Linked DNA regions of Mus musculus: region 1 is linked to region 2. Evidence: chromatin contacts called from public promoter capture Hi-C data. All regions are on one chromosome and are shown on one strand. Each heading gives the region's core, a stretch centred on a gene start, on an enhancer-like site or on the middle of the called end of the contact. The rest is flanking DNA. Distances are from core to core; before and after follow the strand shown.

What was found. Promoter capture Hi-C pulls out the DNA fragments that hold promoters and counts their contacts.
Region 1: a promoter capture Hi-C map of hippocampal neurons shows a contact between it and region 2, with 2.8 times the contacts expected there. The contact joins the promoter of Igfbp1 here to the promoter of Nacad in region 2. A contact is called at or near these places in 2 of 39 promoter capture datasets (hippocampal neurons and neural stem cells).

The regions. Positions count from the first base shown.
Region 1 is chr11:7,196,478-7,202,203 of GRCm38.p6, reverse strand. Igfbp1 (insulin-like growth factor binding protein 1) reads right to left here and starts at 4,417. Exons shown (of 4, transcript NM_008341.4): 1 at 3,873-4,417; 2 at 2,286-2,470; 3 at 1,307-1,435; 4 at 1-318. The coding sequence starts at 4,245. The coding sequence ends at 187.
Region 2 is chr11:6,602,784-6,608,219 of GRCm38.p6, reverse strand. It overlaps Nacad (NAC alpha domain containing), which reads left to right and starts at 2,166. Exons shown (of 8, transcript NM_001081652.1): 1 at 2,166-2,742; 2 at 5,302-5,436. The coding sequence starts at 2,472.

The sequences.
Region 1 (5,726 bases), core at 3,168-5,667, 590 kb before region 2:
GTAGAAAAAAATAAACTTACAGTGAATAAATACAAACCAGCTTCATGTATCAAGCAGTATGTGGAGTATAAAAACTAGTTCCTGGATATATACATATACACATATATAAAATGGTGTGCTCCAGAGTATAAATATACTATATACTTAAATATTTTGTGTGAACACGGAAAAAGAAAAGAACTCCTTTCAGTTATGTACATTAAAATACTGGTGGCAGTTGGGGTCCCCTCTAGTCTCCAGAGACCCAGGGATTTTCTTTCCACTCCATGGGTAGACACACCAGCAGAGTCCAGCTTCTCCATCCAGGGATGTCTCACACTGAAAAGACAGGACTGAGGTCAAGAGCAGCAAGAGATGAGAGCTCTGGCCACCCTGTCCCCGAGTGAGGCCAAGCACTGCACAGATACCCACTGGCTAACACTCAGCACTGCCAATGCCCTTCTGGCTGTCATAACAAAATGGAGTCACTGGCAATATGGCACGTGTGATGATGACCTCATTATCTACTTAGTGGTATAGTGTTTTGACAATAATCTGCTTCATGGCCCTGCTGGCAAAAGAGCCCAGCAATAGGTCCCATTGAATGACCACCTCTATCACATAGCTAGGCCTGGCCCCCAGTTTTTCCTCAATGAGATCCCAGAACTCGCACTTCGCCAAGTCCTAAAGTTTCATTTAAGCCTTGACTTCTTCGATCTCATTTATTACTAGACATAGCACAAAGCACAATAGTGTATTTTCCTACCGAGTTTGTTTTTATTTGTGGGAAGAGAAAAAGCAAGACATCTGTGACCTACACTGACTGTAGGTCCTTTCCCCTAGTAGCAAGAAACTGAAATATGAATGTCAGTGTATGGAACACACATCTCTGCTGATCTGAGTGAAGGCACCGATGCCTACTCCTCCCTACTGGCTGAAGTGCTCCTTGGTCATCACACTAATGCTTAGTCCTCCCTACTGACTGAAGTGCTCCTTGTCCATCACACTAATGCTTAGTCCTCCCTACTGACTGAAGTGCTCCTTGTCCATCACACTAATGCTTAGTCCTCCCTACTGACTGAAGTGCTCCTTGTCCATCACACTAATGCTTAGTCCTCCCTATAGGCTGAAGTGCTCCTTGTCCATCACACTGCCTCTTTCTTAGGACTAGCTTTTCCCAACTGCTGCAGGGCTGGATCTCAGAAAGCTACCCGTGATATGTATTAGGGCCTATGAATCATTTGACTTTTAAAAATTCATGAAGTTTTACAAGAATCTGGATGAGCAGAGCTAGCCCGTGAGAGCACACGGTAGCAAAGCCACCTACCTGTTTGCTGTGATAAAATCCATTCTTGTTGCAGTTTGGCAGATAAAATTTGTAGATTTCATCTCCTGCTTTCTGTTGGGCTGCAGCTAATCTCTCTAGCACTTTATAGAGTTCTCGTTGGCAGGGCTCCTAAAAGGATAATTTTATATTAGCTTGAGTACAAGAGACAGAAACTTATCATTTTAGACAATGACTGAGACAGAGCAGGAGCAGCCCCCACCACCGAGGCACGGTATTCTAGGACTGTGAGTCAAAGAATATGCCCTATCCGGGCCTTATTTTCCATCTGCGTGCAGGACAGGTTGGTCTCAGGCTCAGGCTATGTGGATAAAGGACGAAGACACTCTCGTCCTTCCTCGGTGGCAAGAGCTGGACTGATGGTGTAAAATGCTTCCCGACCCTGGCTATTTGCTGAATAACTTGAGCACCTGAACTCTGGGAGAAAAGACTCAGTCTCTCTATATGGAATTTAGAATCAGAAATACCTAGCTTTTCAAACAGCCATCCTTGCATTTGACATATGTCATGTTGATTATGGAGCAAGGCATTCCTTTGGATAATTTCCAGATGAAATTCTAAAGTGCCCCTAACAATGTTTATTCTTCCACTTCATTGGGCGGATTGGTACTTCTTCAATGCCTCTTCGGTACTTTCTCTCCACCTTTGGTTCTCTGTCGCCCCCAAGTGGTCAAATTGAAAACTAGCCAGTAAACTAAAGAAGTTCTTGCTGCATAGTTGAAGGCTGGCAAAATCGTGGAGCCTGATGGTGGTAACAATTATTGAACATACTCAGTGACAAAGAAACCTAGACTAAAAATGGCCTATTTTATGCTGTATTTTTAAGGAGGCAAAGATACATCAGGGATGGGAGTAGTTATACTCCTGTGCCCAGCCTCATGTTTGGTGCCCTTTAGGAATTGTCTAGACTAAACTCTTCACTTCGATGGATATACCTGAAGGTCTGAGTGCAGGGTCTCACCTTCCATTTCTTGAGGTCGGCGATCTCCCGGGCCCGCATGCTGCTATAGGTGCTGATGGCGTTCCACAGGATGGGCTGATCCTCGCGGGATGGGGCCATCAGGTGGAAGCTGTCCAGCAGCTGCTCCTCTGTCATCTCTGGGCTCTCAGAAAGCTCATCCGCGGAGACCACAGCAGCCTTTGCCTCTGAAAAGCAAACCCCACATATGCATGAGCCCCTGGAGGTGCCACTCCTCCCCACGTATGCATTATCCCCTGGAGGCGCCACTCCTCCCCACGTATGCATTATCCCCTGGAGGCGCCACTCCTCTGCCAACTCACTTCTTGCCCTTAAGACCGATCAATCGATAATGGTCAGGGGAAATCAGAATTTTTTTCACCGATGACTCTTTGGGAACAAGTATGGCCAAATAGCAATACTATTCTTTTCTGGGAAAATGGTATATTCCGGGGTGAGGCAATATTCTGGGGTGGCAGAGAGAGTGGGGTAGGATATAACCTGAAGACGCCAAGGACTAAGGCCAAGGCTTGAGCCCATCAGTGGTGAGCCTTGACCCCTCAGCCCTCCTCTCCACCCCACAGAAAGAGTCTAGTAAGACCCCAGGACAGGTATAGTTTAGTTAGAAGAAAGTTCTAGAATGTAGCCTTCCCCACCTAGACCACCATCCTGCTCTTTTTTGGGAGCCCTGCTTTCCTGCACACTAAGTCACCTCTCGGGTGGCCTCTCGAAGAGGAGGCCATCATCAGATATCAATGAAGAGGGCCCACCCCCCACTCAGGACCATTGGGGTAGCTCTAACTTCATTCACTTGAAAGGCTCAGATGCCTGCAGTACAGCTTCCCATCAGAATATGGAACCACGTGGCTCCTCCACACCCACACAGGACGTGCATGCAGCCCAGATGGGGAGATAGGGGCTGGAGCAGAGGAAGAGGCATTTTCCAAGCTTCCTACTACAAACAAACCAGTGCTTAAATTCAGGAAAGAGCCTGATTGTCAGACTCCTAGCAGGCAACGTACACATCAAACACTGTTTGTCTATAGCGATGAATGGAAGTGAAGGTCTGGGCCTCAATTTTCACATTATGTTCTGTAAACATCTGGGAAGCACATACGGCGTGGCAGGATATATGCTACAAAGGACATTGCAAACCTCCTGGGGGCAGCAGGAGGACTCCCATTCTAAACCTCCCTGGACCCTCCAGCCATTGGAACTGCCAAGGGCAGAACCCACAGGAGGAGGCCGGAGGTGCTTGAGCCAGCACCCCACCCACCTGGCAGCCCCATAGCTCCCTCCACCTCCACTGAAAGACCGAGTAGGATCATTACTACCTAACCTGCAAACTTTCTTCACAACTCTCCACTCTACATGGGGTGCTTGGACCACCCCTTCTAGGATGTTTCCTGGGCAAGACCACACACAGATGGACCTCACTGAGAGATTTATTTGACTATAACAGCTTAAACCTCTTAGTGGGCCAAGAGTGCCTTTGCCCTATCTGCTATAAGTTTCCGATAGGCCTCTGCTGGCCTAGGAAGCACGTATGTCCCAGCCAAGAGATCTAGAGGCAGAGATGGACTGCAGTACCTTCATGCTGGGAGCTGAACAAGGTGCTCGTGGCGGGTGCAGCAGGTTCTGGTACACAGGCTCCCTGACCACGGGTGAGGGCATGCAGGGGACGAGGCTCTCCTGGCAACGCACGGCAGCTGAGTCCCTGGGCGCAGCGAGCAGTGGCCACACCGCAGGCAGCACCCATCGGCAAGGCACATGTCGGGCAGCAGCCACAGCCTGCAGGCCGAGAAATCTCGGGGCACGAAGCGGGCACGGGTGGACAGAGCCCCAGCCTCTCAGCAGTGCAGGGAGCACAGTGCCATGGCTGGGGGGCTCCAGCGGCCACGCCAATCTGGAAGGACAGGAGAATCAGGAACGGCCAAGAAACAACAGTTAGGAACTCGGGCATCGCAACTGGTTCAGCAGGCTGTGGATGAGACTCTGGACAGGCAGCAGTTGCTCAGTGGTCACGACTTTCTGAGTAGATAGTAGTGGCAATGGTGGTCACAGCTCTCTGGGCAGACGGCCGTGTGCAGTGTTCAATGCTCGCTGGGTGTGTGTCTCCGCGGGCAGTGGACCATGCTGGCTGGTCGTACCCAGAGCCTTATGAAGGGCTGGCTGTGCGGCACAGGTTAATGATTGTCAGGGCAGCGTGCTAGGACCCCAGTGTTCAAAATAAGTTTGTTTTGCTTGTGAGCTCTACACAAACCGTGGGTGGAAGGGGGTAAAGGGATCAGGTTTTCTACTATGTTTGTCCCGTGGTGATGGACTGGGACAGGAGCTAAAGTCCAACTCTGTCAGCAAGCTGCTAGCCAGATGGGGGAGGGCACTTGCTTTTGTTCAGGGGAAATCAAAGACCTAGCCGGCCAGGCTCACAGAAAACCTAAGCGACTAAAGAAAGAACAGATTAGACCAAGAAGGCTTCAGGCCCCAAAGGGAAGGGAAGAGTGGGGCTCTCCGTGACAATGCCCACAGTTGTTTCTCCCTCCCCAGGAAGCCTCTAGCCATCAAAGGAAGAAATCCGTAGTTCACCTCCTGGCTCCTGGCTATAAATTCCAAAAGAACAGTTGTGCCTTCAAAGAGAGAAAGTGCTAGGACTCCGGGCACTTGGTCTATATCGCCATACCCAAGCTGTCTCTGACAGTCTAATGGTCTAGTGTAATTGAGATGCTTATCAACGATCAAGTCTGACAGCTTTTTCTGCATCATTTTTTCATTCTTTTATATCACAAGGAAAACTTCAGAAATGTTTAAGGGCAATCTGAAATAGGACTCACCTTGGAATCTCACCAAAACTTCCCAGAGAAAACTGATCATGGACCACCCCCCCCCCTCCTTGCCTGTGAATATCTTCTAAGTCCCCAGGTCTAGATTTTTGTCTCCCACATACCTTTGTGTCTATCTGCTGACCTGGGTGCTAGATCAGAGCGACCAACCTCTAGCAACAGCTTGGAGCCTCTTACCTTGTCCTTTTTGGTATTGCTTTGGGGTGGGGTAGAACCCTGAAAACTGTACTGTACCACAGTGTTGCGTGCTTATCCAGCCCCTCACTTTCTTTAGCCATGGCATTTCAGAAAGCCTTGGAGATTTTAGCCCCAGGCTCTAGAGGAGGATATTGAAGGCAAAGGTTGCAGGAGATTTTAGGTCAAGGTCACAGAGACTGCCCTGGAACACCCTGGACAAACTCTCACATCCCTGTGACCCAGCAGTTCATCACTGCACCCTGAAGCTTGGCCTTGGGGGATGGCTTCCTGGGTGACTTGACTAAAGCACTTTAAACACATGTGCACCGATGCATCGCCTACCAATGTCTGCCCTCTCATTCAAAGAAACCAGCATAGGTGCCCACTACTGAGCAGGTATGTTAATAGTGACTGGCTGGCTTTTTAA
Region 2 (5,436 bases), core at 917-3,416:
AAGCAAAATCATAATTTACCAAAAGAAAAAAAAATCAAAACACTTGAAAAGTTAAGTCTTAAAAGTCCAGTCTCTTGGGCTGGTGAGATGGCTCAGTGGGTAAGAGCACCCGACTGCTCTTCTGAAGGTCAGGAGTTCAAATCCCAGCAACCACATGGTGGCTCACAACCATCCGTAACGAGATCTGACTCCCTCTTCTGGAGTGTCTGAGGACAGCTACAGTGTACTTACATATAATAAATAAATAAATAAATAAATAAACCTTAAAAAAAAAAAGTCCAGTCTCTCAACTGTGGACTTCTTTAAAATCCAAAATAAGTAATACACAAAATAAGTATTCCACAAGGGAAGAACCAGGGCACAGTTACAAAGTAAGCCTCTAGCAGTGTAGCTAGAAGATACTGCAATCTGGGCTCCAAACAGGCCTGAGCTCTTCCTACATGAAGGCTGTCTCCCAGACTCCACCCACAGCTGGTACTAGTGGTCCTACAGACCACTATCTATCTCCAAAGTACTGCGTTCTCAGCTGCTCGCTATAGCCCTTCATGTCTTCAGTACTAGTAAAGTAATTTCAAAACCATCTGGGATACTCTTACCCAATGCTGAGCTCAGCTGCCAGCTTGAAAGAAAGCTTTGGTCCTACTGGGTCTCAAGTGCTGTGTGCTGACGTGAGCAAATACTTTTCAGATTTGCCTCAGTGATGCTGGTCTCTAGTAATCACAGCTTACCTTTTCTTTCTAGTCCTAGCTAACCATTGTCAAGTCTCTGAGGAAAGCAAAGGTTTCATTTCAGTGGTGCTGGTCTCTTGTTAAAACCACAGCTGAAGCCGGGCGTGGTGGCGCACGCCTTTAGACCCAGCACTCGGGAGGCAGAGACAGGCGAGTTTGAGGCCAGCCTGGTCTACAAAGTGAGTTCCAGGACAGCCAGGGCTATACAAAGAAACCCTGTCTCGAAAAACAAACAAAAACACAGCTGACCCTTCAGCTCCAGCTAACCAGAAACCACAGATTCAAAAGAAAATTATACAAAAGCCCCCCGTAAAGTTGCTGCTTTAACAAGCCTGGTCTCCATCATCTGTATCTCTCTCAACTTTCCTGTCTCCAAACCCCTACAACAGCTCATTAAGCTCTCAGCAGCCAATGGTCTTTTCCAGCCCAAAGCTCCAGATACTTCCACAATCTTCCCACAAAACATGGTCAGATCACCACAGCCACAAACTCATTTTCTGGTACCAGTTGCTGGATTGATTAATTTGCTTCCTGTTGCCGTGATAAACACCAGGAACAAAAAAGGCAACTAGGGGCTGGGTGGTGGCACACACCTTTCTTTGGTCCCAGCACTCCAGAGGCACAGGCAGATGATCTCTGGGAATTCCAGGCCAGCCTGTCTACAGCGTGAGTTCCAGGACAGCCAGGACTACACAGAATAGAAAATAAACAAAAACCTGTCTCCAAAGAAGGAGGAGGGGTTTCACAGGAGGAATCAACTTAGATCCTTGGAGGTGAAGTAAGGGGTCCTTACGTGGACTATAAAGTCAAATATCAGAAGGACGGGGTGGGTTGTCAGCAACAGAGAGGGTGGGGCAGTTTTGCAGAAGATGCTGGTCTTATGTTTGGATGTGGTAAGGGTGCCAGGGGTACCTTGGTGTGCACCTCAAGTCAGGTATAGGGAAGTAGGGAACAGCACCTGACTTCCTGTAGACTCAGAAGATCCTATACATTGGACACTCCCTCCTTGTTTGCCTCAATAGCCACTAATTTCCCCGACTTCAGCTCACAGATGACAATGTGTCATTCATTCATCTGGTGCCTGGCACTGGGAAGGGGGGACGGGCTGGGCACTGCAAACGCCAGGATGGAAACATAGTGCATTTCAGGAAGGGAAATAGTAAGCATCATCTCTGGGGGTGTGGCCCAGGGCTGGCGGGAATAGTGAGTGAGGTACATTTCTTCCCTGTCCTAAAGAGCTGAACGGTGAAGGAAACAAAGCAGACCGCCAAGCTAGAAGTCAAAGATCCAGCTCAGCCCAAGAGATTGTCTGGAACCACTCTCTGGCGCACTCAGTTCCATCTCCCGTTGCCACAGAGACAGGAGGTAGTTGCTATGGAGACTGTCTGCCAGGACCAGCCAATCCTGAGCTGCTGTTTTCGCTCATCTTGGGGCTTAGGAGCTTAGGCTCCTTCACTGGGCTCCCTGTGTCCTCTGTCCAGTCATTGAGCGATAGGTTGGGCCATCACTTATTAAAGTGGCCCTGCCCCCTCTGCAGAATATATAGCTATCTCCCCATATTAACCCGCACCCCTGGTTCTGGAGACACCTTTTGTCTCTTTCCAGTTAAGAGGCGATGTCACCTTGGGAGGAGTCTGGCCTCCAAGCGGCCCCCCTTGGATGCTGCGGGAAAGGCGGGGCAGGGCGCAGCCTTCTGGCCTTAGACTCAGCAGTGGGAGAGAGGCGATGGGGTGAACGAAGGGAATGAGCGCCCTCCCTCTGGCGCTCCGCAGTGCTCGGCGCGCTGGCGCACGCTCACTCGGCTTGATAGGCGGGCGGGGCAGCGCTGACGTCATTTACGCCCCCCCCCCCCCCAGCAGAGGGGCGGTGGCCGTGCTGGCTACTCCGAGCGCATTGACGGACAGAGGGACAGAGAGACAGGGGTATCGGCAGGCACACGTCCAGGCCATGCCAGGGGAGGCTGCGGGCGCTGAGCTGCCGCTGCCTGAGGCAGGAGGGCCTGGATCCCGCACAGGTGAGACCGCGCCGGCTCCCCTTTCTGGCTCAATACCTTTTCTGGCTTTCTCTCTCCTCCATCCCTCTGCCTCCTCACAGTCCCCTCCCCTGTCTTTCCAGACCGGTTATTCCCTCCACCTGCATCTTTCCCCCACCCCCAAGCCCCAGGATTTCGTGAAGGCCTGGGCGCCGCAGACAGCATCCTCCTAGCCTTGTAGCTATGAAGGGCAGCGTCTTGGCCTTTCACTCTGGGCTGTGGGGACCGTAGTCTTTGGACCAAGTCCCATTTAGTTGTGTCTCTGTGCCACATTGCATTCCATTGTCCACAGAGAGCTGGGCCCCAGGACCGACGGTGGGGTGGCAGGTTTGGAAGCAGGGAGGCCCAAAGGGTCCTTGCAGGCTCATCCTGTGACCACCAGAGGGTTCTTAGAGGTACGTTGGGTGCCTAGGGCAGCAAGCGGCTAGACTTATAAGGGAGTTGTAGGGCCGATGGAACCTGGGAGGCTAGCCAGAGGACACCGGCAGAACCACGTCTGAGAGGTGGGGCTCTGAACAGCAGCTCTCCTGGCCAGCAGTGGTCTTCCTATGCAGACCTTGGATAAGAGGGGGCATTAAATGTTGGTAGAGGTCAGTCCACTTGCAGGCTGGAGGATACTCTTAAGTTTAAATGGTTCCTGCTGGAGATGGGCTGTGTGTAACTTGGGCAAAGCCAAGGGCACCTTGCTGGGTGCAAGAAGTTATCTAGGGACAGGATGGGCAAGAATGGGGATGGTGCCAGTGCTGTGCCAGGGTCCTGGGTGGGAGCTAACAGTTCCCATCTTACTCTTGCTGGGGGACAGGCAATCCAGGCTGGGACTCCCCAGGCCCAGTCATAAGCTAGTTTGCTTGGTGACCTTGAATGACACATACACACACACACACAAACATACACACACCTTGGCTTTTTATTTCCCTTCCATTTTAACCTTGGCCCAATTCTGCCCTACTGCCCTGGGGCCACACTAGGAAGTGGAGAAGGCAAGAGCCTAACTTGGGAACGCCCAGTGATGGCTACTAGCCACACCCACGTCGGTACCATCTCCCTCAAAGAACCTGAAAGAACCCCTCTCCCTTTCTGTCAGGACCTGATTGCTCTAATAGCCCAGCTTCTGGTCAGTGAGTCCAGCTGATGTCAAAGAACCCAGCGCTCAGACATTCCTGAGATCAGATATCAAGGAGGTGGCTGTCTCCCCTCCAGCTTCCCTCTCATCCCAGCTGAGAATTGCTCAGTAGCTGAGAAAGACAAAGCCGCCACGGTACAGGCGATGTTGCCCTGTCACCAGTGAGCATGGTAAAGCCGGCAGTGTTGGCTGTGTGCCTGCTGGAGCCGCAGGCCCCTAGGCACTGCTCCTCCCCCTCTTACGCAGGACGTGAACTGAGCTCTGGGGACAGACACTAGGAAGGCTTTAAGTGGATACTTCAGAGAGATGTGTTTTTGGCCTTGGTCCAGGTGAGGGAGGGGCTGTTACAGAGTCTTTTAAAAGGAGCACTCAGAGAAACACTTAACACAGTTGAGCTAAAAGCCACGAGACTCAAATGAATGTGCAAAGTGACCTGAGTAGGGACATGCAGCTCGCCATGAGGCAAGACAGCATTAGCCAGGAGGATAGGAGGGGCATGGGATGCTGCTATCTGGAGAGGTTTCTTTGCTACCTTCCTAAGTCCCTAAGTACTTTCTGACCCATAGTGCTCCACGGCCTGAGCATGTGTGTCCGGTGCAGCATGTCGGCAGAAGGCATGTCAGCCCATGAGCTTTTGTGAGCACCTGTACCTGACCCAGATGGTGCCTAAGACCTAGAGAAGGACCCCAGGGCAGACCAGGAGTTCCCAGCGTGCTGGAGGATCTGTTACTCTGAGCGGCTGTCTCCATGGAGAGGACATAGCCAGCCTTCCCTCAGCTGTCCCGTTCCCGTGGCCATCATTTCCCACCATGGCCCTTTTGACAGACCGTGGTACCTGTCTGTCTCCATTCTCAGCTCTGTGCAGGGCTGCGCTGAGCTCTGAGGAACCCGAGGTTGGTCTTGAGTATAGACAGCAAGGGTAGGAGAGAGATAGGCTAAGAAGCTCCTGCTTACAGCAGACTTGGACTGTCCCAGAGCTGTAGTGTGCAGGACCCCTGCCCTTGTCATAGGAAAGAGCTGGCACTGCCCAGCGGGTTCTCGTGGCCCTCTGTTCCAGATAAGCCCAGCTGAACCTAGCTGAACCGGCAAGCTGAGTTCTGAACAGAGACAATTGCTAGTTGTGTGTTTGCTGAAGTGCGCCCTCCAAAACATCTTGGTTTCTACTACACAACAGCACCCCCCACAGCTACCCTTCTTATAAAGCCTCTGTCAGCAGCTGCCGAATCTGCTGAACACCTGGAAAGTCTTCCTCAAATACACTTTGCTTACCAGCCATTGTCTTCTCCACTAACTTCCCTGACCAGCCCTCCTCTGGAATTGTATCCATGGAAACCCGCTCATCCCGTGCTCAGCTCTTCACCTGGCCTGGCCCTGAGATGTGTCCAGAGGGCATCTCATGTCCTTTTCTATCTCCACAGATCACTCATGTGATGCAGCTATTGCAACCATCCTGAAAGGGGACCAACTGGAGCCCCATGGCCTGACCCCGGGGCCTAGTCCTCTGGCCCTCACGTTCCTGTCCAGCAAGCCAGGTGCCCGGCCCCAGCCTGAGG